Regions from separate parts of the Mus musculus genome. Here regions 1, 2, 3, 4, 5 and 7 are each linked to region 6. A link is a contact called in public HiCAR-type and HiChIP or PLAC-seq data. All regions are on one chromosome and are shown on one strand. The core of a region is the stretch at or near the end of the contact, and the rest is flanking DNA. Distances in the headings are between cores, read along the strand shown. Region 1 has its middle 50 kb from the start of Sash1. Region 2 holds the start of Sash1 (SAM and SH3 domain containing 1). Region 3 overlaps Sash1 (SAM and SH3 domain containing 1). Region 4 overlaps Sash1 (SAM and SH3 domain containing 1). Region 5 has its middle 25 kb from the start of Sash1. Region 6 holds the start of Samd5 (sterile alpha motif domain containing 5). Region 7 overlaps Sash1 (SAM and SH3 domain containing 1).

The links. HiCAR-type assays count read pairs that join an accessible place to other places. HiChIP or PLAC-seq counts read pairs in DNA pulled down with a chosen protein or histone mark.
Region 1: a contact with region 6 is called in an H3K4me3 HiChIP or PLAC-seq map of stem cell-derived neural progenitor cells, with 14 read pairs. The contact joins the enhancer-like site here to the promoter of Samd5 in region 6. A contact is called at or near these places in 4 of 39 promoter capture datasets (the 3T3-L1 cell line, cranial neural crest, embryonic stem cells and 1 more), 3 of 484 Hi-C or Micro-C datasets (cerebral cortex, embryonic fibroblasts and palatal mesenchyme) and 6 of 115 datasets of contacts at active chromatin or transcription factors (embryonic basal ganglia, embryonic forebrain, embryonic midbrain and 3 more).
Region 2: a contact with region 6 is called in a HiCAR-type map of astrocytes, with 5 times the contacts expected there. The contact joins the promoter of Sash1 here to the promoter of Samd5 in region 6. A contact is called at or near these places in 5 of 39 promoter capture datasets (cranial neural crest, embryonic stem cells, hippocampal neurons and 2 more), 7 of 484 Hi-C or Micro-C datasets (the N1E-115 cell line, cardiomyocytes, embryonic limb bud and 3 more) and 17 of 115 datasets of contacts at active chromatin or transcription factors (SST interneurons, astrocytes, cardiomyocytes and 9 more).
Region 3: an H3K27ac HiChIP or PLAC-seq map of embryonic fibroblasts shows a contact between it and region 6, with 8 times the contacts expected there. The contact joins the enhancer-like site here to the promoter of Samd5 in region 6. A contact is called at or near these places in 11 of 39 promoter capture datasets (the 3T3-L1 cell line, 3T3-L1-derived adipocytes, the C10 cell line and 7 more), 2 of 484 Hi-C or Micro-C datasets (both in uterus), 13 of 115 datasets of contacts at active chromatin or transcription factors (craniofacial prominence, differentiating embryonic stem cells, embryonic basal ganglia and 10 more) and 1 of 9 other capture datasets (embryonic stem cells).
Region 4: an H3K4me3 HiChIP or PLAC-seq map of embryonic forebrain shows a contact between it and region 6, with 9 times the contacts expected there. The contact joins the enhancer-like site here to the promoter of Samd5 in region 6. A contact is called at or near these places in 5 of 39 promoter capture datasets (cranial neural crest, embryonic stem cells, frontonasal cranial neural crest and 2 more) and 5 of 115 datasets of contacts at active chromatin or transcription factors (craniofacial prominence, embryonic basal ganglia, embryonic forebrain and 2 more).
Region 5: a contact with region 6 is called in an H3K4me3 HiChIP or PLAC-seq map of embryonic limb bud, with 5 times the contacts expected there. The contact joins the enhancer-like site here to the promoter of Samd5 in region 6. A contact is called at or near these places in 7 of 39 promoter capture datasets (the 3T3-L1 cell line, cranial neural crest, embryonic stem cells and 2 more), 5 of 484 Hi-C or Micro-C datasets (the N1E-115 cell line, embryonic stem cells and uterus), 13 of 115 datasets of contacts at active chromatin or transcription factors (craniofacial prominence, embryonic basal ganglia, embryonic forebrain and 9 more) and 1 of 9 other capture datasets (embryonic stem cells).
Region 7: an H3K4me3 HiChIP or PLAC-seq map of forebrain shows a contact between it and region 6, with 9 times the contacts expected there. The contact joins the enhancer-like site here to the promoter of Samd5 in region 6. A contact is called at or near these places in 11 of 39 promoter capture datasets (the 3T3-L1 cell line, 3T3-L1-derived adipocytes, the C10 cell line and 8 more), 1 of 15 datasets of contacts at CTCF or cohesin (embryonic stem cells), 37 of 484 Hi-C or Micro-C datasets (the C2C12 cell line, the N1E-115 cell line, adipose-derived mesenchymal stem cells and 19 more), 13 of 115 datasets of contacts at active chromatin or transcription factors (astrocytes, craniofacial prominence, differentiating embryonic stem cells and 10 more) and 1 of 9 other capture datasets (embryonic stem cells).

What each region holds. Positions count from the first base shown.
Region 1 is chr10:8,934,279-8,937,753 of GRCm38.p6, reverse strand. It overlaps a transcript of Sash1 not described here. Among named protein-coding and RNA genes, the nearest start is that of Sash1, 50 kb to the right of the region's middle. Within about 2 kb of position 1,938, at least 49 of the 459 cell types and tissues checked have an H3K27ac peak or open chromatin away from gene starts, as enhancers often do.
Region 2 is chr10:8,884,601-8,887,827 of GRCm38.p6, reverse strand. It overlaps Sash1 (SAM and SH3 domain containing 1), which reads left to right and starts at 1,758. Exons shown (of 20, transcript NM_175155.4): 1 at 1,758-2,104. The coding sequence starts at 1,970.
Region 3 is chr10:8,767,477-8,770,858 of GRCm38.p6, reverse strand. All of the region lies in intron 8 of Sash1 (SAM and SH3 domain containing 1), which reads left to right. Among named protein-coding and RNA genes, the nearest start is that of Gm25410, 55 kb to the left of the region's middle. Within about 2 kb of position 2,033, at least 58 of the 459 cell types and tissues checked have an H3K27ac peak or open chromatin away from gene starts, as enhancers often do. A contact at or near this core is called in embryonic fibroblasts and uterus, where this site is marked.
Region 4 is chr10:8,858,898-8,862,108 of GRCm38.p6, reverse strand. The region is part of intron 1 of Sash1 (SAM and SH3 domain containing 1); the gene reads left to right. Among named protein-coding and RNA genes, the nearest start is that of Sash1, 26 kb to the left of the region's middle. Within about 2 kb of position 1,253, at least 10 of the 459 cell types and tissues checked have an H3K27ac peak or open chromatin away from gene starts, as enhancers often do.
Region 5 is chr10:8,909,351-8,912,523 of GRCm38.p6, reverse strand. It overlaps a transcript of Sash1 not described here. Among named protein-coding and RNA genes, the nearest start is that of Sash1, 25 kb to the right of the region's middle. Within about 2 kb of position 1,748, at least 14 of the 459 cell types and tissues checked have an H3K27ac peak or open chromatin away from gene starts, as enhancers often do. A contact at or near this core is called in embryonic limb bud and uterus, where this site is marked.
Region 6 is chr10:9,673,873-9,677,210 of GRCm38.p6, reverse strand. It overlaps Samd5 (sterile alpha motif domain containing 5), which reads left to right and starts at 2,003. Exons shown (of 2, transcript NM_177271.3): 1 at 2,003-2,706. The coding sequence starts at 2,248.
Region 7 is chr10:8,748,150-8,751,638 of GRCm38.p6, reverse strand. It overlaps Sash1 (SAM and SH3 domain containing 1), which reads left to right. Exons shown (of 20, transcript NM_175155.4): 10 at 154-500. Among named protein-coding and RNA genes, the nearest start is that of Gm25410, 74 kb to the left of the region's middle. Within about 2 kb of position 1,903, at least 18 of the 459 cell types and tissues checked have an H3K27ac peak or open chromatin away from gene starts, as enhancers often do. A contact at or near this core is called in cerebral cortex, forebrain and stem cell-derived neurons, where this site is marked.

The DNA.
Region 1 (3,475 bases), core at 689-3,188, 740 kb after region 6:
ACACCAACCCCCACATGGCTGTGCCCCTGACCTTTCCTCTCTATTCTGTGTTCCCTGTTGCTTATCGAGGGTGCTTTTTCTCTCTGTGCAGGTCATGTCTCTTAAGTGTGTTTGGGGGCTCATTTTTCTTGACATAATCCAAGGAATCGCATACACCACGCCAGTTGTGTCACCAGCCCTAGCATGAGTACGGAATCCAAATTCAAAGATGGTATCCAATATGGTCTTATCTAACTTGCCTGATTTTGTTTTGGGGGTTTCCTTGGGTTGTTTGTGTGTTTATTTGTTTGTTTGTTTGTTTGCTTGTTTCTTAGATACTATTGTATTCCTGGGACCAGAGACAGGTAGCTTTTGTTTTCTTTGAAGGAGTCAGGAGGTCATAAACTTCAAGGTCTGACTAGTTACTGTGTCAAGAAGGCAGCCAACCCTCAGGCAGCCAAGGAGGAAGCAAGTAGTCAGACAGTTTTTACACAGCCTGCCCTTCCCTGCCCACCAGCAACCCAGGAGATGGAAGGTGTCCTCTTTGTTGCAAGGGGTATTATTATTATTATCATCATTATTATTAAATTAACTGCCAGCATCTAACAAGGAAACAAAAAACAAAACAAACAAAAAACCCACACATCACTGTGGAATTTCAAAAAAGAGGAAGAAGGAGGTTCTAAAAACAGTGAGGAAGGAAGGAATGGAGGGAATGGAGGAAGAGGGAGGAAGGGAGGGAGGGAGAAAGGGAGAGAGAGAGAGAGAGAGAGAGAGAGAGAGAGAGAGAGAGAGAGAGAGAGAGAGAGAATAACACACAGCAACATGAAACCAAACAGTCCTTTCCATCAAGAAGATGAGACACCAGGAGGCATTGACCTCAGGATTATAAGGACAGGTGATGTCTGAGACCTTTCCTCAGTAGACCAACAACATTAATCTCCTCCTGGAAATTTCTGGAAGACCCTGTCCAATAAGATTATGAGAGAAGACTAGGGATGTGGCTCAGTGGTAGAGCATTTGTCCCCACATCTGAGGCTCTAAACTCAATCCCAGCACTTCAAACCCAACAGCAAGCAAATTAGAAGGAAAGTCCTCAGGGAATCGTGAGGTGTGCTTCCTCAGAAGCGTGGTTCAGTGTGCGACATGCTTGCCTTGCTAGTGTGCAGGCCTAAACTGGATCTCCAGCACTCATGGGGAAAGAAACCAGTTGGAACAGTGACAGTGTGTGGGTGTAATCCCAGAACTGAGGAGCCAGAGACAGGAAGTGCATGGGGCTCGCTGGCCAGCCAGTCCAATCTTTGGACTCCCAGTTAAATTTAGGGTTTAATGTGAAATCCTGTCCAAAAAAAAAATGGAGAAGCAAGACACTGATGAAAGAAATTGAAGGAGATACAGATGAAGAAAAGAATATTCAAAAATAAATGAAGGAAAGTGGAGAGCAATTGAGGGGGGCATCACACATACACACACAAATTTCTAAATACAAAAGGAAACTCCAAGAAATATAACAGTATAAAATCTGGTTATAGCATATACGAAGGTAAAGCCCTTGATAAGAACAGATCCTAAAGTTATAAAAATATATAAATATAAACCTGACAGCCATAAAGGCACACTGCTCTCACCTGCCTTTAAAGCAGTGGTTCGCAGTGTTCCTGATGCTTAATACAGTTCCTCATATTGTGGTGACCCCAACCATAAAATTATTTCATATCTGTAATTTCGCTTCATATCTGTAATTGTGATACTGTTATCAATTGTAATATGCAGGATATCTGATATGTGAACCCCCAAAGGGTTCAGGACCTACAGGTTGAGAAACTCTTGAGGCTGGCTTGACTAAGGAGTGGGTCACACTGAGTCAGTCCCCTGCTGTCCTCACAGAAAACAACACTATCTGAGCATAGCAAGAAAAGAACTGAGCAGCTAGCTGGTCCCACCCAGAACATCACGTGGCTCTGTTTTGAATCTCCCTTGAGACTGACTGAATTCCTCAGAATCTCACTGCAGTCTAAAGCTGTCCCAGGCCCTTCCCTCCCAGAAGTCCTCAGACCTTAACTCAGCCTAGACATCTTTATGAGTAGACAGTGTGCCGTTCAAGTCCCGCCTGCAGCTTCTGCCTGTCAACAGTATTGACATAATACAGTGAGAAGAGAAGAAGGAAAATGACGGGGAGAGCAAGATGGATGATTAACTATCACTTGTAAGCTGGGCCCAGTGCAGCAGACCTGCGGTCCTTGCGACTTGACAGACAGGCTGGGCTTGCCTAGATTATGGAGGGAGCCCAAAACCAACCTGGACCACTTAGTAAGACCCTGCCTGAAAAGGTCAAAAGAAGTTTGGGGACACACCTAAGCAGCAGGGAGCTTGCCTGGCATGCGCGTGTGAGGCTCCGAGTTCCAATCTGCAGTACTGAGAAGAAATAAACAGCTTACGGTTTAGGAATCCAATGCATAGGAATGTTCAGTTCTATCTTATAGAATGAATTATGGGCTGGTTGTTCTCTGAGGCAGGGTTTCTCTTTGTGTAGCCCTGGCTGTCCTGGAACTCAACCCATAGAGCAGGCTAACTTCACAGAGATCAATCCACCTGCCTCAGTCTCAAGTGCCGGAATTAAAGGCATGTGCCACCACCACCTGGTCATTGCCTGGTTCTTGAACCAAAACTAAAGGCAATTATTTTTCAGGTCAGTAGATAATACCTATATGTTCCCCATAGGGAGACAAAGAAATAGCAAAAATAAGCTCATGCTTTAAAAATGAGAAAATGCCAGAATAAAAAATAAACAAAAAACAACTGAAAGAGTTAAGAATGGTTGTCAGCGGAGGGGTAGGCAGATGTGTGGAGACAGGAGGGGATGAAACACTGGGTGCTGTCTGACTTGATGTGGGGAGAAGCTTATGAAGCACTTTGACCACCATCCTGATAAGATCACATATTTGCATATGTGTTCAGTGAAATTTGAGATAAGACCCCTACGTGACTTGATGGATGGCAATCAGGAAGCTGAGACAGGTGAATCTGTGAATTCAAGGCCACATAGGGAGTTCAAAGACAGCCAGAGCTGTATAAAGAGACCCCACCCAATGTGGTATCCCTTCTCCAAAGTCCAGCTCAAGCCTGGCCCTTTGTCCTAGCCTCACTTGTCGCTGTTACAACTTCAGGTTCTGAGCCTCTTTCTCTGCTAAAGAAGGCTAAGGGTAGGGACCCTTCAAAGACCCGTATCCCAGGGATGCCTGAAGAGATTCCCCACTGCCTCCCAGTCCTCTCCAGCAAGATTGCCACTTGCTTGCCACCAAGCTTGCTGGCCTCCTTGTCCTGAGACATCATGGGTCCTTAGAGTAGTTACTTTCCTTTTGAATGGCTGAGTGGACAGAGGTAACTGGAGGTCAAGGCCATCTTCCTCACCCACTCCCCCCACCTCCTCACCCCACACTCCCATCCCCACCCCCCATTCCCCGCAGCAGCTGTGATGCTCACCCTGAAGCCACCT
Region 2 (3,227 bases), core at 509-3,008, 790 kb after region 6:
AAGGAGAGAAAACAAAATGTCTGATTATATAGGGAAGAGCCCCTGGGGGAGGGGAAGCCCAGGTCTGGTAGGCTAGGGCCAGGCAAAGGGGACTGAGGGATTCTGGAAAAATCTAGAGGCCAGGTCCACTTTGAAATGTTAAATGGGCACCTAGTTCACTCCTCCCAGCCCTGAATCCCAACATCTGGAACTGCATTAGCCCAGAGAAACTTCTGGCCTGGCTCCACTGATTCAGACTCTAGGGCTCTTCTTCAGTTACTACACTACACCACACACACACACACACACACACACACACACACACACACACACTACCCTCCCAACCAAAAAAGTTTGAGAAGGGGTGGTAAAATCTTGTGTGTGTACATTCACTTATACACATACCTGTGGACGGCAGAGTGATGTCAGGTGTCTTTCTCTACCATACACCACCTTATTTTTTGAGACATGATCAATCTCTCCATGAACCTGGAGCTTACCAGCTGTCTGGAATGGCAGCCACTAAAGCCACGAAAATCCCGATGTCTCTACTTCCCAGCCTTATAGGCCCATACTGCTATGCTAGGGTTTTACTTCTTTTTACGTTTTGACATTGTGGGTGAGAGCTATTCACCCATTACTTAGACTGCTGTTCTCAATGTATGAAAGCTGAGAAAGAGATGAAGACACTTCAGAAGTAATTGTTCTATCCGGGGGACCCTCACTTCATCCCCTCTCCACTCCACCTCCTTAATAAGGGGCAGATTCCGTGGGTTTCTTTAGTTTCACAAAGTGAGCAGCCACAAAATCAAATAGGATAGGCACTGTCATCTCTTAGAAAAAATTTTTTGATTGGTTTTTAAAAGGAGGAGGAGGGGGAGAAGAGGGAAAAAGGACCTCTTCAGGGATATTTCCCTCTGGCATTTTCACTTGATTAACATATCGAGGCCTGAACTGTGCATGGGCTTAGCGGCCATAAAATTAACTTTTATTTTGAACATACCCCTTGCCTGTTTCTTCCACGTAAAACAAAACAAAACAAAACAAAACAAAACAAAACAAAACAAAACAAAACAAAACACACCCTTACAGCTCAGAGAGGGTCTCATTTAAGTATCCGAAAACCCTAGAAGTGCACAGCACTGCGGCCACTCGGGAGCCGAAACGCCCGGACTTACGACCCAAACAATGGCTCGTGACCAGGCGAGCTTTGTCACACTTTGTTTTCCAAGAAGCCTGACAGACAGGACTGTAATTCCAGGGGTTGTCACCATACGGACTCCTCTTAAACTCGAACTCAGCGAGCGGCTTAAAGATTAACTTTCTGCAGTTTCAGTGGCGGAAGGCGCGGGTGAATGGCGCGATTGGGGACTTGTGCAGGGCCCCGGGCCCGTGGCGCGGTGGCGCTTTCAAAAGGCGATTTGTTGGCCAGGCTGAGGCTCATTTCCATGCAAAGCGCCTGACATCAGAGCACCTTTTGTTGCTAAACGCTTTCTTGAGCCTGGAGGGGAGGGAGTCATGTGGAGTTGGAAGAGCTCATTCTAAAGAGAGGGGTCCAGGACTAATTAGCCCGGGTCCACAGGCGTCACTGTCCCCTGCCCAGCCCTGCACAAACTCTCCAGTAGAGGCGAGTGGTGTGCCACCCGGAGCCGGTCCCCGAAGCAGGACGCAGCACCCGTGCGGTGTGGCTCTTGTCTCCCTGGTCCCGTGAACTCCCCGCCGCAGCCAGTGTTGTGGACTCTGCTCCAGCTACCCTGTTGCTGCGCGGGGCCGGGCTAGGAAAAGTTTCTGGAGTTGTCAATCGCGGTCGCCCGGGATCGAGGTGCCAGTCCTGGCAGTGGTGCTCGTACCCAGCGGAGCCTGGGGCATGCGACGCGGGGGCGCGGCCCGGTGACGCCGCGGGCGGGGAACTTGCGCCCCGTCGGCCGACGCGCTGCTGCGAGCGGTGGGCAGCGCGGGGACCCGGACGCGGACGCACGGGGACGCGGCCATGGAGGAGGACGCGGGAGCTGCTAGCCCGGCGCCGGAGCCTGAGCCGGAGGTGGATCCCGCCCGGGAGCTGGAGCCCGAGGCCGGTGTCTCCGAGTCAATCTCCCGCCTCTGGACCGACGTGATGGGCATCCTGGTGAGCTACCTGGGGAGGCAGGCGGGGGAAGCGGGGCTCACCCCTCGCCCACCTATTGGTCACCCTTCTTCTTTCCGCTGTATTCTCTATATAGGGGTTGAAACTGTAATTTAGAAAAACCAAACCAAACCAAACCAACCAAACAAAAAAAAAAAACCCCTACTTGTCGGGTCACATCAGAGACACCTCTTGAACAATCGACTGTAATTAGGGACACCTGCTTAGAAAAGTTGGCGTGGAAAAAGCCAGAAAGAGTAGATGTAAATACTACTTGTAAATATTTGGCGAGTGGACTCCTCATGGCCTCTCGGTATTGATGTTTATCCGCACAGGGCTTGTCCTGTGCCCATGAGAGGAAAACAACCGTTTCCTTGTGCAGAACTACCACGGTGTTTACTTGCTCTGCCCTCAGCTCTTCTAGTTTGTAGAATTACAGGATATTTGTTTTATATGTTTGGCGCTGAGAACAATAAGGCATATATTGCTGAATCTGTGCTGATAAGGGGTTTTGAACTGCCGGGCGTGGTGGCGCACGCCTTTAATTCCAGCACCTGGGTGGCAGAGGCAGTCGAATTTCTGAGTTCGAGGCCAGCCTGGTCTACAGAGTGAGTTCCAGGACAGCCAGGACTACACAGAGAAAATCTGTCTCGAAAACAAAACAAAACAATCCCCCAAAAACAAAAACAAAACAAAAACAACAACAAAAAAAACCCAAAATCAAAAACAAAACAAAACAAAACAAACAAACAAAAAAACCCAAAAACCAAAACCAACCAACCAACCAAACCCCCCCAAAAGAGGTTTTGAACTGGCCAGTGGTTAAAACTGCCTATGGATTTATCTTAGTTCTGGAAAGTAGTTCTACTGAGGATGAAATTTTACCTTGGATGGATAGGGTGTTAGCCGTGTCTCTGGTGTTAGCCGTGTCTCTTTAGGAACGATATAGTTTTCTTCATAGTGGTTAAGGTCTTGGGCTTTGGAGCGAGTTAGTCTGGTTCAAATCCCTGCTCCCCAGGGTTTTAGCAGTGCCTCTTTGGGCACGATACAGTGTTTAGTTTTCTCCATAGTGGTTAAAGTCTTGGGCTTTGAAGTTAGTTAGCCTGGTTCAAATCCCTGCTCCCCA
Region 3 (3,382 bases), core at 784-3,283, 910 kb after region 6:
GGTGCCAGGCACAATGGAAGTCCATCCCCTCCCTCTGCCCCCTCCCCTCCTGCCACCCCCTTCCCCGCCCTCAGAGGCTTTCCCAAGGATGGTGCCTGATACCAGATGGTTCTCCAGGTGAAAAAAGAGAAGTGGGTGTCAGGTAAGCGGGGTGGCAGGGTTCAAGGTGAAGAGCTGGATATTTTCAATCAGGCATAGTGGGAGAAAAATGACTTACATGGCATGGAGCTCTTTGTATTTTGACTTCTGGAGGTACACGGTGTTCTTGGTCCCCTCTTCCTAACAAGTTGACTCTGTACCTGGTTTTGGCTTTTTATTTATTTATTTATTTATGTCTGTTTCTTTAAAGTTGTATCATCTGTGTGTGCCATCTTTGAGGTTTCATTTAATTAAATTCATGACTTACATTATTTAAAAAAAATTTTTTTAAATGTATGTGTTCAAGTGCTTGTCTGCGCGAAAGTCTGTGCCCTGTGTGTGCCTGGTACCCAGGGAGGCCAGCAGAGGGCCTCAGAGCCCATGAAATTAGAAGTACAGACAGTTGCAAGCTGCTGCGTGGGTGCTGGGAACTAAACCTGAGTTCTCTTCAGGAGAAGTAAGTGCATTTACTCCAGCCCCTTAAACTAGTTCACACAGTGAAGCAACTGCAATTTCCATATGGCTCATGTGTGTGTGTGTGTGTGTGTGTGTGTGTGTGTGCGCGCGTGCACGCATGCATGTATATTTTTTCCCTAGTGAAGATATAAGATCAAAAACTTGCTTCCATTTTTCCAAAGTTCGTGTGTTCCCTTTTGCTACCCACTTTCCCCCCCTCTACTTGTCACATCTTGGATTTTAATTAGCCATCATACATGTTTTCCCAACCTGATCGCACTGGGGTGACTCTAGTCACATTTTGTACTGGAGCTGATGTCAGGAGTGTTACGTTTGTGTAACAGTAGCTCTCCCTGCCCCGTCCCAGTTCTTCCAAGATTCAGCTGAGGTCTCTCTTGTGTAGTCCAGTTGTGTGGCCAATGCTGTCTCCGACTGGACAGCCCCATAAGTGACAGAATGTGGTCTCCAGAGGCATCCTGGTACTGGACTCCTCCCCACCCCAGCTCTGTCACAACTCACACCCGTTGGTTCATGCCAGCAGAGCCACCCTGTCTTTATTCAAGTCTACCATTCTAGTGAGTTCCAGAGGCTTAATATTGATTAGGCAGCTCTGTGATCAGCTGATCAGCTGTCACTCACCGATTCCCAGTTCCATATCCACTGTTCCTGAGTCATGAAAAATAGAGGCAGGAACAGTTTCTTTTCAGAATCCAGAAGTCTCTGCTGTTTGCTCGTCTGGTTTGTTTTTAAGTGGGAGGGAACTTTGATGATTCGTCTCTTGCCTTGGCCATGCAGTTTCTAAGTGTTAATGCACGAGCCTTTCTTTACTTGTTGATGGGGAAGTGTATTTTGCTGGGCTCTAACACTTTTTTGGCAGAGGAGGCTGATCATTTTTCTGATCTCTCTGAGAAGGCCATCCAGTGGTTCAGTGTTCAGCAATCGTATCCTGATGGTTTTGCTAATTCACTGATGATAAACAACCTCCTCAGAGCTAATTATCTATCTATCTATCTATCTATCTATCTATCTATCTATCTATCTATCTATCTATCTTTTTAAAGATAGGCATTCAGCCTGGATCCTTTAGCTTAGAACTTGCATCTTCTTATTAATTCTATAGACAAAACCAAATAGATATACAGATTGTGACTTTAGGAATGGCATGGGCTCACCTGCGGGCCTGGTGGCATAGGTGGGTCTCTATAGCCTCCTTCTGTGCTTACTAGATTCCTTGGGCTCTCTGTATTTCTGCATTGTCGTGTGCCTAGACTAAGTTGTTAGACAGCCCTGTCCTGAGAAGTCACTGTGCCTGAACCATGAGTCAGTAGCCTGAGATGCCAAAGCAATGTGACTTTGCAACACACCCAGTCTCTGAGGAGACTTAGAGACTTCGGGAATGAACACTGGACTTTCCAGTTCATGTGTGATTGCCCCACTTGGCAGTGCTGTTCTGAGTCAGCCGTCTCCATTGGCATGGGGCTGCTTGAGAGCCTGGGGCTCTTGGGGATGTGCGGGGCCAGGGGTCGGGAGAGTTTGCTAGAATCTGCAGGGTGTCTCACGTCATTGACGTGCGTTGGGTGCACCTCCCAGGCTCTCACAAGGGAGGTCTCCTATTGCTGCTGGCTCCCTAGTCATTCTTGGTCCTTTCACTGTGACCATCAGCTACTTCATATCAACAGCCGGTCCCCCTGACCCCTGAATGGGATGACAACATGCAGAAAAGTCACCCAAGGCTTTACCTATGGAGGGGAAGTCAGTCGCCTTCCTCCATCCTTCCCACCCCCAGGGGAAGAAGGAAAAACATTTTCTCTGCTTCCAGGGAGCTTGTAGCTTTGGAGTGGGTTGGCTTCTTGGGCTCAGAGTCGCCCTAGGTTTGGTGGTAGGACTGTTGGGATCTGTTTTTTTTTTTTTCCCCTCCTCCTTTGGGAAAAAGAAGATAGCACATTGTTTTGAGGGTGGTTAAAAGCAATTCCATGTTCTTGAGTTTAGGAAACAGAATAGAGCAAGTACACTGTAGAAGGTGACACATACTTGCGTTCCATTGGGCCGCCTATTAATTTTTAAAGTTTTTAAAATGAATTAAGTGCTGACAGTCCTTTTTCTCCAGGGGATAGTAATGTTACTTCAAATTCCCATATACTTTTTCCAAATAAAAGTCTCCTATAATTATCTTCTCTTCTTCCATTGCTTCCTCCTCCTCTTTCTCCTTCTCCTCCTCCTCTTCCCCTTTCCTCAAGTTTGGCGACAACTAGATAATTTGGAAGCTGCCAAAGTGATTATTTCAGTGTGGCCCAGTACCTTTGGGAGGAGAATGGAATCTTATTTTTCCCCCATCTGCTGACAAAATTCTCCTAATTTCAGAGGGCAATGATGTCACTCTCTAATGAGTAAAATATTTCTTACTAAACAGATGGGTCTCCTTGCCTGACTTCTTTGTAATAGAGTAGGATGTCAGGCACAGTATGCTTCATGTCTTATGTAGCTGTAAGATTTAAGTTGAACAGGATTGCTACGAACTCAGCGAGACTAATATTTTTCTCTTTGTAAACATAAAGATTACCATGATAACAGTGACCCAAAGGTCCCTGCCATGACCGGACATGGCTCAGTCCTCAAGTGTTGGGAAAATTTTGAGTGTATCCAGGCAGAGCCAGAATGTAGCCCTAAGGTAGGGAGGGATCCTGAATACATCACTGCTGGACCATGGAAGGAGACCGGATATGGTGGAGAGATGATGAAATCCAGCTCAGAGAAGGGGGGACAGAAGCTGCCGTTGATTGGTGTCACA
Region 4 (3,211 bases), core at 4-2,503, 810 kb after region 6:
CAGTGGGTCATGGGCTGTTAGGTTCTGGTAGGACTTTCCAACCACTGTATTCACAACAAGGGAGCCTAAACTTCGATTACCAGGTATAAAATGAGTCATTGAACCGCTGCCGTGTTTGTGAATCAGGGAAACTGTCATGACAGAATCAGACTTTCCTTTAAAAAAAGAAAAACAAAAAAAGAAAACCGAAGACGACCCCCCCTCAAACCCAACAACAACCTCCCTCCCCGAAACCCCAATAGATTTTGATAGCACATTTAATTTTCACAGTAGGCTTTCCTCCCAACAGCGTAGTCAATTAAAATAAGCATTATTTGTTCTATCCACATCAAAAAGAAGAAAGTGAAACTGATCCTCTCCTCACCCCCCCCCCCCCCCCCGGTCTTTTTATAAGGCCATTCAGAAGAGGCAAGTAGTCTGGGCAAAAGGAAAATGTGGACATGTCCTAACTAGTTTATTTCCCATATGAGATTGCATCCTTGCAGACCCAAATGTGTGAACGAGCAGCTGGGGATGCCTGAGTAAAGACTTGCTCCCCAGGCTCTGATTGATGCGCTGGTAGAAATGTTCATGCTTTGTTAGATCAGTTTGCCGCCCCCCCTACCATGGGCAGTAGATTCCAGAACATTAGATGTCACACACGGAATCCAGTGGCGTTCTTTAGTAACCCACCAGCTCATGGGCTACTTGAGAAAAATGGACATTTCTCTTCCCTCCATCTGCATCTGGAAAGACAGGCGTACATTTACTGCCTGCTGCTGCAGGTGTTAAGAGGAACATCCCGTTTACAGAGCAGAACTGGGTAGGAATCGAGCCCTCTCCGCTCTCAGCTTCTCAGATGTTTTAAGTTTGAGGATAAGAACCAACCCACATGCGTCCGGTGTCTGTCAGAGCACTTCTACATTATATATTTTGGCAAAAGCAAATGTCTTTTAGGATGAAAACTGAGAGCATCCAGAAGAGAAATAATGGAGTGAGCAGAGAACTTTCAGCTCTCAAGAAACCGCAAAGCAAGTCTGACTGTCTGCTCCTCCGGGGTGGTGCGTTCACACAGTTGTATGGGTCGATGGACAGACAGCTGTTGGAACAGGCACGCTCATATGCAAGAGCCGTTTTGTGAAACAGAGGCTCCCTACTCCCAGTTTCCCGTACCTTAGGGGTCAGAGAGTTGTTTGAGGTGAAACCGTCACTCCTCCCATCTATAACCTGTGCATGAACTTGAGTTGAAAATGAGATTCTTACCACAGTGGAGCTGTCACGTGACTGGTTTGGTTCCAGAAGCTAGCCACAAAGGAGCCTGGGGCTGGGGGTGGCGGGAGGTGTGTGAGAAAATGTTGCTTGGGGTCCTTGGGGTCTTTTCCAGGAGCCTGGGCAAATTATCGTCATCTTGACTTTTGAGAGACGTCCCAGAGTTGATGTCTATTGAAAGAAGGGCTCAAAAACAGTTGTCAGTAATAAGAATAAGACGTTTCTCCTTTGCCCTCGGCATGGGACCTGCCTGTTTGCTCATTGCCCCAGGAGTCTTCGTGTTTCTGTGGCTCCAACATTGCAATTTGTTTGTTTTCTTTCCACACCTGGACCTGAGGCTTTCCAGCTGTGCTTTCCTGTTTCTGCCTGTCTGATGTGAGTGGAATATCAAGGAGTCAGGCAGACAAGCTTCTGGTGTTTTCTTTTTTCTTTTTCTTTTCTAGTTTTTTTCTTTTCTGTTTTTGGTTTTTTGAAACAGGGATTCTCTGTGTAGGCAAGGACTGCCCTGAAACTAACTCATTATGTAGACCAGGCTGGTCTCTAACTCTTCTTGCCTGTGCTTTCTGAGTGCTAGGATTAAAGGCATGTGCTACCACACCAGCTATTTAAGTCATGATGGTGGAATATTGGGACCCCAGAAGATGGCAAGCCCTTAATGGCCTTAATTAACCATATTACATTAAAGAAACTTCCATTTAATCTTTTTGCTTTAAGAATTAGCTTTGGAGCCGGGCATGGTGGCGCAGGTCTTTAATCCCAGCACTCGGGAGGCAGAGGCAGGCGGATTTCTGAGTTCAAGGCCAGCCTGGTCTACAGAGTGAGTTCCAGGACAGCCAGGGCTACACAGAGAAGCCCTGTCTTGAAAAAAAAAAAAAAATCAGCTTTGGGCCAGGAGTGGTGGTGCATACCATTACTGCCCGCACCCAGAAGGCAGAGACAGGTAGGTTTTTGTGGGTTCAAACACAGCCTAGTCTACATAGTGAGCTCCAGGCCAGCCAGGGTTATGGAGTGAGATTTGACTCAAAACAACAAAAGGGCAAAAGGAAAACCATAACAGCAAGGTAAACAAAACAAAATAACAACAAATCCAGCTGGTCATGATTACCATAGTCAGAAGAAGAAGAACTCAAGACTAGCCTATGGTCACATAGAACACTTGAGAGTCTAGGCTAGCCAGGGCTATATACAGGGACACCCTGCTCCCCAAACAGAGAACAGAAAGGAAAAGACAAACAAGCAGAAAGAAACAATAACCTTTGGCTTACATGAACATTTATAGCCCTCAGTATGTTGAGCATTATTAACACTTAGAATGTCAACACCTTGCCTTCCAGCTCCCATTACTCATCGTTCAGATGAGGCCATGTTCCAGATCCTTCCCGACTCTCTAGGTGTCTCTGTGTATATTAAATTGGAGTCCTGTGAGTGACCATGTGGTATGACCCGGTTCTTTCGAATAATAGGGGTGGATGTGGGGTGGCTTTTGCCTTCCTGTTAATAAAGGAGGATGACGTCATGAATATTTCCTGGGTACCAGCTGCCCTACTACTATAGATGTATGCTACATGCGTTTTACTTAATCCTGTCCATTGGTTAGTAACACCACTACCATTTTAGATACTAGGGAGAGGTGCTACATCTTACCATAGACCATTAACCAATAACTGGCCGAGAGGAGTTCACATGTAAGACCTCTTCATCCATGCCTGGTATCCTTGGCCACAGCACGATTCCTTCTTTCACAGGCCATACTTATTCCATGTAGCTTTTCTTTCCCTGGTTGACCAGCTATCCCTGGAAAAAGGACTCAACTAAATCTTGTCTTTATTGTTGGGGTGCAAGCCTTTCTGTGACAAAGATAGGAAGATGTCCGCTGGCAGCGATCACGGAGACACACACATCCCGTTGTGTTTCTCCTGGGGTCCCTTATGTGATGAATGCTGGTATCAGCAGCACGCGGATG
Region 5 (3,173 bases), core at 499-2,998, 760 kb after region 6:
TTCCTATTTATAGCCCTTCCGTTAACTGAGTCAGGAAGCCAGTTCTTTACAGTTTTATAGTCTCCACTCCCTAAAATCGCAGGCAGGCTTAATCTGAATTGAGTCAGGGTTAGCTTTCTCACTTCCCCCTGAGGAAGAGACTGAAAAATACAGCACCCAGAATCCTCTATCGAGTTCACAGAGAGGTCTTTAGTGACCAGTTGCTATTTCCTTTACTTGAAATTTAGATGTAGCAGGAGGAAGTTGTATAAGAACAAGCTTCAGTAGGGCCAATAGGATGCCTCCGTCCAGAAACTGAAGCAAGGGCAAGAGTGAGTTCCATCACTGGAACCCATGTAAACAAGAGAACTAACTCCACAAAGCTGCCCTCTGCCATTCACCTGTAGGCTGTGGCACATACTTGACCACAGACAACACACACACAAGCGTACACACACACACACACAAATAAACATAATCAAATTTAACTTAACTTACTTTTAAAAATTTAGAGAACCAGGCAGTGATGGTGCACGCCTTTAATCCCAGCACTTGGGAGGCAGAGGCAGGCAGATTTCTGAGTTCGAGGCCAGCCTGGTCTACAGAGTGAATTCCAGGATAGCCAGAGCTATACAGAGAAACCCTGTCTCAAAACAAACAAACAAACAAACAAAAACCTAAGAAAAGAGTGTCTTCAGTAGGGTAGGGCTGGGCTGTAGCTCAGTCGGTAGAGTGCTTGCCTAGCACATACAAGCCCTGGGTTGGTGCTGTGCAAAGCCAACTGTGATGCTTTAACCCCAGCACTTGGGAACGTGAAGCAGAAGAGGCAGATGTTTGAGGTCATACTCACCTACATAGTGACCTGGAGACCAACTGTGGATATCTAGGATCCTCTCCTATAAGTAAATAAACAGATAAAAAATTAAATAGATAAATCAAAAGAATGGCCTCGGTATTTTAAAAATCAATTATTGTGTTTTGTTAGTAATGTAGCAATAACTCCACAACTACTATCAGGTCAAACTCAATGATGCAGAATCCTCTCTGGTAATTCAAATTTCTTTTGTCACTGTGTTGCAGTCGATGCTTGTAAGCTGTTCCCTGTGTGTTTGATCCTTTTATACACAGACCTGAGTGGGCTTTCTGATGCTGCCCCTGATGAATAGTATACTTTTAGTAGCTTCATCCTAACTTGCGGGCCTTTTCATCTTAATTCTGAGTGTGTGTAAACTAGTCGAGGTTGCCAAGAATCCGACCTCCACAAAAGTCCTTGGCTTCACTTAAGTTGTTTCCTTATACAACGGAGCCATCCAGTGATCGCTGCATTCTGAAATCCAGTGCTGTGTTATGTTTAAAGAAACAAAAGTAGAAGAAGGATCTGAACAGCAGCTGTCCTGGTGGGCACAGTTCCTAAACCAGCAACAGTCTCCTAAGAACCTGCTAGAACGAGTCATCTTCGGACTTGGGCCACTTTACCTGGATCAGACCCTCTGGAGCCCCTCAGGGCACTGTGACGGGGTCAAAGTCTGAAAAACACTGGGCAAGGACCTGAGAGAAAGCCCTGGAGTGTGCTCTATCTGGGGTCTTTACAGTGCCTGAATAATGAACATTACCACAGGAAGGAGGCTTTGTATCCTAACTGCCAGGCTCCTTCCCGACTGCTTCGGCGTTACTGTACAAAAGGGAGAAATCGCACTGGGCTCACTGGGTGTTAGCAGAGTCATCAGCTCCCCATGTTTTTGGAAACATCAGTACCCAAGGTCTGAGAGCAGAGCATTCCAACCACGGGGTTCAGCCTCCTTAGAGAATTGCTTTGTACAATGTGTTCAACTAGACCTAGGTCAGATGACCCGATCTTGGTATTTTTAAACACACGTGGGGAAAAAAAAAAAACCAAAAAACTTCTTTTTAGTCATCTTTCCATGCCTCCATAAAACTGACCACTTTCCACATTCATAACACCACCTTCATAGGCAACTGGAGAGAAGATGCGAGAATCCTGCCCTAGAAGAGCTTACAGTATAATGAGCTGCCAAATCCTCCTGGAACAGGATATTTACGAGCCAGCTTCTGCAGCCGCCCCACGCTCCGTGCCTCCCATTGTATGGCTTCCACCCCTTGTTGCTTACAGGCTTCACAAGGTGATATATGGTTTGCACGGAGAATGTGGCCCTACCAGAACGACCTGTCACCTCCCTGGTGTGGCTAATGGCAGCTGCCTGGTGAATTAGGTTATTAAAATTTTGCCCAGCCTCTTAGTCGATTTAAGTTGGCTCTGTTTTACTGGAAAGCAAATCGCTTGGTTGGTTGGAATGAGTCAATCGGATCGCTTGGCTCGTGGTTTAATGGGTTATCCATTGATATTTATACAACAAACATATTTTACTTAATTTTACCCTGAAATAACTCAGCTAATCTGATGATTTGGGTGTAGAAAGAGAAGGCTGGTTCCAAAATGAGTTCTGAATATTAGGACAGAAAATATGGAAGAGAGACAGCTTGGGCTCTCGGAGATTTGCTGCGGGAACAAGCAGGACATAGAATAAACACAATACTTTCTGTTGTCTCTTTCCTTTGCCTTATCTGGATCTGTCTTCTGGTGTTTTACAAACACTATCTCCCTCTGTCTTACCTCTCTTTCTCTGCTGTATCACACATGTTTCCTTTATCTACGCACATACATTGTATGTATGTATGTATGTATATATGTTGTATATAAGCATAAAACTTAATGGCATTTATCTGAATTAAAAGTATTGTTTTAGGCTAGCCAGTGGTGGCTCAAACCTTTAGTCTCTGGTGAGGGGAGGCAGAAGCAGTCGGAGGCCAGCCTGGTCAACACAGTGAGTTCCAGGACAACTAAGGCTGCACAGAGAGACCCTGTCTTGAAAAACAAGCAAACAAGCAAAGAGTGAAAGATATTGTTTTAAATGCTGGGCATGATGGCAGACATCTGTAGCCCCAGAATTTGAGAAATGACGGCAGGAAGAGTGAGTTTGAGGTCAGCCTGGTCTCACAATGGCTTCTAGCCTCAGGTTGCTCCAAGCTGACCTGTCCACTGTCAGAACAGACCAGCAAATGATCATCTCTTAGGGCAGCCAAGATATGGATACAATAGAAGGATGTGGCTATAGGAAACGCAGTTACCTCCATGCCATTAATAGACTGAGATTGAGACTTGCTGCCAACTTTTT
Region 6 (3,338 bases), core at 754-3,253:
AACAAGTTTGGGACTTGGGCAACGCCTTAAAATTCCAGCACTTGGACACAAGAGGGCACTGTGAGCTTGCTTTGGCAAGGGACGGAGGGCAAGTTACAATCCGTGCTAGGTAGGGAGGGTCCGGGGTAACCCAGAGCCTTGCTCCAGGATCAGAACCATAATCTAGTCTCTGAACACGGAAACGCGGGTGATCTAGGACTGCGGGCAGACACGGCTCCGTGACTACCCGCGTTGTAGTCTTTCTTCTTCCCAAACAGAAGGTTCTTCCTGGTAGCTATTTTTCAGTATGAGACGTTTGGATCCAGGAGCTTGGGACTCAGCATATAGGCCCCAGCTATTGTAGAAATACGGGACGCATTTTGGGTTCACCCATATCAGGTATTTTACAGACCATAAAGGAGAGAGAGAGAGAGAGAGAGAGAGAGAGAGAGAGAGAGAGAGAGAGAGAGAGAGTTAGTTTGATTCTCAGTGTCTGTCCCAAGAGGGGTTTAAGCTTCACTAATTTAGTGGAAACGTGGCACAGAGAGTCCCTTACCCACAGCCAACGGTCCTGGAGCCACGGGGAACGACTCTAAAGCCACGGATGGGCAGTGCCATCATTAGTGTTGTGCCTAGAGACAGGTAGGGCCCCAGAAGGACTCTTTCAGGAAGGGTATTGGCCAGGTCTGGCTCTAGAGTGAAGCTGAGTGTTACTTTTGTGAAAAGGAAATTGTTGCTGCCTGCAAGGTTTCTTAAGGTTCTAACTGCTTCCCCAAAGATCAGACGAAGTGAAAAGAGGCCTAGGAACTCCGGGGGGTCGCCCTTCTCCTCCCCACTCCCCCGCCTCCATTCAAAGCTGGGCCATGGGCACCAGGAGGGAATCTCGGTTAATTTTGTTACTCCCATCTAGGCAGAAGTGCTAGATGCCCTAGTGTTCTCTTTAACACAGCTGCGTGGTGGTGTATGTGGTGGTGTATCAATTAACACGCGACCCTGGGGCAGAGAAGGGGGAGTCGGCTGTGGTCCCTGTCTCGGAGGCAGAAAACCTCTCTTGTCCCTGGGCAGGGAGCCACCTGGGGCAGAAGAGCTGTAACGCGAAGTGAATAGAAAGCAAAAAGGCAGGGAGAGATTGAGGGGGTCTGACACAACGCGGTGTGCTTGTGTGGCTGGAAGGAAGGTGGGGGTGGGGAGGGATGCCGATCAGGTAGGGATGCGCTGACCGAGGAGGAGAAAGTAACAACCCACCCCAAACTTTCGCAGGTCAGATGGCCTTGGAGGGAGAGGCAATCGGGAGCAGTCGTGCCCCTCCCGACACCCACCCGGTGTGACTAGTTATAGCGAGGAGGGGCCTCGCGCCCATCAGGCTGGACAGTCCCCACGTCGCTCCCACCCTGCTGCCAAAACGCAGCTGCTTGGGGCACAGAGCGCAGCACCACAGAGCCAGACACACCGTGCCTGTGGAGCCTTAGCAACCCGCTCCTTTGAAAGGACATTCTACGTGCATCGGGAAAGGAGAAGGGACACTGGACTCAACAGCTTCTCTCAGGACCAGTGACCGGGTCCTCCCCTTGGACACCCAGGCGAGAGTACCCACTGGCTTGGGAACTGAGCGAAGAAAAAAAAATCTAGGGGTTTGGAGAAGTCGGATTCAAAAGAAATGTCGAAAGATATCCAGGGCAGCCACCGGAGTCCGGAAGCTTAATAGCCACCGGGTCACCGTGACCCCGGGAACGACAGTGACTGACAAGCGCACAGACCAGGCGCTCGCCATCATCCACCGGTCTGCCCGCCGGAGCCGCCTCCACGGCGTGGGACCCGGTTGCAGACGTCCACGGAGCCGGCCAGATAGCGACATGCAGCGAGCACTCCCCAGACTGCCCCAGCTGGGGAACCTCCTGGGCGGCGCAGCGCGACGGTGACCCGCGCGGGTGCGAGGGGTGTGCCCGGCCCCGCCTGCGCGCCCCTCCCCGCGGTGGCCGCGCATCCAGGGGCGGCGCGGAGCCCAGCCGCTCGCCCAGCCGCCAGTGCCCGCGAGCGCCGCGCCTGCTCGGGGAATCCACTTCGCCGCTAGACGCTCCTCGTTTTCTCTCGCTCCCTCCCCGGCTGCTTTCTATGGCTCTGACTCTGCGGCCGGAGCCTAACCACTAAGGGAGAAACTTTTCCTGCTGTTTCTTCTCCCCACCCCTTTCCAGGAGAGGATTAAAAGTTGCAAGAACTGGTGCCGCCCGTGTCACTTGGGTACTCGCTGGCGAGTTCCGAGTCTCAGCCATGTGCACCAACATAGTTTACGAGTGGCTGAAAGCGTTACAGCTCCCACAGTACGCTGAGTCCTTCGTGGATAATGGCTACGATGACCTGGAAGTGTGCAAGCAGATCGGAGACCCGGACCTGGACGCCATCGGGGTGCTGGCTCCCGCGCACCGCCGGCGCATCCTAGAGGCTGTGCACCGGCTGCGGGAACAGGATGCGGCCGCTGCCGGCCTCTACTTCACCCTTGAACCGCAGCCCGTGCCACCGGCACCGCTGGTAGAAGCGGTGCCCCCAGGCCGCCGGGGGGAGCCATGTGGCAGCTCAGCCCAGGGCACTCGCGGGGACCCCCGTGGCCAGCCGGGCGCTCCCTGCAGCAGGGAGCTGGTGAGCTACCCTAAGCTGAAGCTGAAGATCATGATCCGGGATAAGCTGGTCCGCGATGGCATCCACCTGAGCAAACCCCCATACTCACGCAAGGTAAGGAGGCCCCGCCAGGGCGACCTTGGGCATGGCGGGAGGGAACCAGGCCTGGAGCTTCTGCAGCGGCTCAGCAGTCAGTCTAGGTGACAATTGAGAAACCAGGGTGTTCGGGGTGTCTGGTTCTCCCGTTTTCTGCGTTATCTATCTATTCCTTCTGTGCTGGCGTCTCTAATAATAGCTGCTCACTCATATTTTGCATGTAGACAACTCTTAACAGCACCCTAGCATATGGGCTCGATTGTCAGGTTCTGAGCAATGGGTGCTTGCTTTTGGTGGCCACCGGGAAATCCTAATGCCTCTGGGAAATCCTAATGCCTCTAGTAGTGTCTGGCTTGGAAGAGTGAAAAAAAAAAAAAAGATGGGTCACATCTGCCTTATTTTCAACCTTCCTCTTTTTCTTTACTTTTTTCTTCTGAGTTTTGAGAAACTTCCAAGAGGAGTGGGTGACTATTGCCAAAGGAGTAGGGGAATTCAGGGCCTGCTGTTCTCAATTCCATGCTATGGAGAAGTGTCCCATTAACAGGAACCTATGTGTGTGTGGTGGTGGTGGGGGGGGGGGGCGTGCTAAACACAAAACTTGTGCCTATTCACAGGAGGCTCCTAAAGCTTAAGGATTCCGGGTAATGGGA
Region 7 (3,489 bases), core at 654-3,153, 930 kb after region 6:
ACCTGCAAGTCATGTTTATGAAGAAGTTCAGATCATAGGGCAAACAGGGAGAACATTACCATTGACCATGAGAGTGATGACGTGTTTTACAGATATAGACAAAGGTGTATGGGACAGTCACTCACAGGAGACCTCGTGTTGGTTCCCTTCCAGGTGGAGAGGAACATGTATTTGAGAATTCCCCAGTCCAAGATGAAAGATCTGCACTCTACTCTGGAGTGCACAAAAAGCCATTTTTCTATGATGGCTCTCCTGAGAAACCTCCAGAAGATGATGCAGACTCTCTCACCCCATCTCCATCATCCAGCAGCCTGGATACGTGGGGAGCTGGCCGGAAGTTGGTCAAAACCTTCAGCAAAGGAGAGAGTCGGGGCCTGATTAAGCCCCCTAAGAAGATGGGGACATTCTTCTCCTATCCAGAAGAAGAGAAGGCCCAGAAAGTGTCCCGCTCCCTCACAGAGGGGGAAATGAAGAAAGGTCTTGGGTCTTTGAGTCACGGGGTAAGTACCGATGGTGTTTTCTTCTATGACAACCATCGGCGCAGGCACCACTTTCTGGTGTCCTTGGAGGAGGTTCAGAGTATCCGTAAGCAAATCCGCTTGAAGAAAACGGATACTAATTACTCCTGTTCCAGAACTTTTCTCTGCCAGCGTCCCTCCAGAAAAGGAGTAAATGGCAGCACCTGTGACCTGCTGCCACGGCCCAAGCCCAAGGGTGGCAGTGGCTGCGGCTTCGCTGGCAGGAGGGGCCGAGGGCGCACCTCAGTCAGCGAGTTCAATATCACCTACGTGGTGGAGCGGAGCCTCTACAGCCACCTGAACCTGACCCAGCTCGTGCGTCCTGCCTCGGACAGGACGCTGAGCAAGGTGGAGAAGCAGGACCTGAGGCGGTGCTTGCTGGAGGAGGATGAGGAGGCAAAGAGGAAGTGGGCTGCCACGGTGGACCGCTGTACTAAAAGGGTTCTCTTGAGAATCCACCAGAAGTCTGTGAGTCGCCAGGATGGTCATGAGGAAGGCCTTGTCATTTCCATGATGTGTAGTCAAGTGTTATGGCCTCTCTTCTCACAAAGCTGCCTTCCTTCAACTAACTCACCACTTCGGGGTCCATTCCTGTCACCCTCCGATTTCTCGCCCTTCATCTTTCTATAGCGGTGCATTTTTCTTATTTCTGTCTGCCCTCTGGCCAATGATATTCTTAACTGGAACTAAACCTTGAAGTTGATCTTCCAGGGTGCGGGGTAACTTCTAGAAGTGGCTGTCTTTATATCTGGCCATCTTGTCACTTGACCCCAAAGAAGCTGATTCGAATCAGAAGGACATTGAACCCTGGAAGAGATGCCTGCTTTTTTCCATTAATGAAAACAATAGGAATGAACTGATAGACAGTCTGCCATCACCATCCTTAAGTACATTTCTTTAATAGTAGAGCTAGCCAGAAAGTTCTTACATCTAAGAGAGGCCGGGGGGGGGGGGGGGGGGAGGAGGAGAATCACTTAAAGCCTTTTTATTTTAATTAAACCAGTTCAATATTTTTACTTTTTAAAATACAGGACTTGGCATGTAGTAATGCCCTCCACAGCTGCCACTCAGATTCTTGTGCACAGCAAAGAAAAGGGCTTACTTACACGATTGCTCGTTTCATGAATTTTTGTTTTTCAGTTTTCATATTGAAGGATCAGGGAAGCCTAGTTTAGCTTTTCCTTTCAGAGAGTGACTTAGTTTGAACTTGAAAGTATAGATATTCCCCCTGGATTCCCACCTAACTCCGAGTCTGCACAATGGCCCATGTAAAAGGGGACTGAGTGAGGCGGAGCTGGCAGTGCTGCGCTCTGGCACCTTGCTTAATCCTCCCGGGGCCGCTGGCGCAGAGCCCCTTTGAACGATCTGAAAGAACCTGTGGAGAAGAATGGGCTTCCAGGGTCCCTTTTCCCAGGGTTCCTGCACACTCATGAATAGGATGCTCTTGTCCAGAACTGTATAACTGTAATTTAAATTCAAGCAACTGAGTTCTGCTTTTGTGAAATCGAAGACGGATTGGCCACCGCCATCCTTCAAGTGACCTCCCCTGGTTCTCAGAGGATCTGTGGGTCTTTCCTCGCTTTCGGGTTTTGAAAATAATTCCCATGTGTGTTGACTTCCGTCCTAGATTTTACTTTCTGCCTTTTCCCATCCTTATGAGCCTTATAACACTTTTTTTTTTAATGCTACCGATCTGTTGAGAAAACTTTGTTTCTGTCTCTTTCTGTATCCTGGCAACAGTGTTTTGATTTTTCTGGTTTGTTTTGTTTTGTTTTGTTTTAATATCAGAATTTTCTTCGTCACCCATTCATTCAGTCTCTGGTGTGCTCTAACCTTCATATCTTTTATAAAACACTGGGCTTGGTGTCAGAGTTGAGCCAGGTTCATCATCTGCCAGCTGGCTTTCAAACATCAGCACCACTCAGTAACGATGGCATGGTGAGCTGGAGGCTTTTAAGATGCTAAGAGCTGAAGACAGTACTGGGCACTTTTAATACCCAAATTAGAAATCTGTGCATAGCCACTCTTGTGAATACAGTTGTATAATTAGAAAAAAAAATAATTTCCTCATTACTTGGATAACATAGGCTAAAGTCAATGTCTTAAGAGTAGAAAGTGATGGGCATTTTTGATTGGCTGTCTTATTTCTTACTGGGCTTGAACCCACAGCCTCATGCATGTTTAAGTAAGAGCTCTACCACTGGGCTACACTCTCTAACTTCTTTCTTCTCTCACGTAAAATGCTCCCTTCTGTTCCCGTTGTCTTTCTTCACTTTACCCTAAAGTGCACAGTTTGCTTTAATTTTCAAACTTGATCTTTTTTGTTCTTTAGAGATGCCATACTTGCTTGACCAAACCTCAGGGAAATGATAACGCTTTAAATTCAGTGGAAACAGTCACGTGTCTTGCTTTTAATTTTTATTCATTCAAGTTTTTTGGGTTTTGTTTGTTTGTTTGTTTTTTGGTTTTTGTTTTTTTTTGGTTTTTTGGTTTTTTTGTTTCGGAACACAGACTTGCATGACACCTTGGAATCTTGTCCCTTTGGAATTCAGTCTCACTCCCAACATGTTGTCAGTGCATGATCATCCCATTGGCTCGCTCTCCTCATCCTAAGCATCAGCCAGAGAACGATTTTATAATTATCTGTACAGCCATGAATGAACGAAAACAATAATTTTTCCTTGTGCTTCATTAATGTAGATCACCAGAGCTCAAAGATTTTTTTCATTGCTTTTTTAAATCCATTTTTCCTCTGGAAGGAGTCTGCTCCTTTAAGAGCTGGTGCTCGCGGGAGACATGAGAGCTTCCTCCACTCAATGCTCCAGGCTTTCTAGCCCTCTACTGAGCGATGGGAAGGAACCTGTCTCCGATATCTTAGCATACAACCTGGAAAGAGTCTAGCTGCTGCTTCTGAAAACTAGTCCGTTCTTCAAGCCCTTCACTGTGGCATATAAATGCATGCAGCAGACAC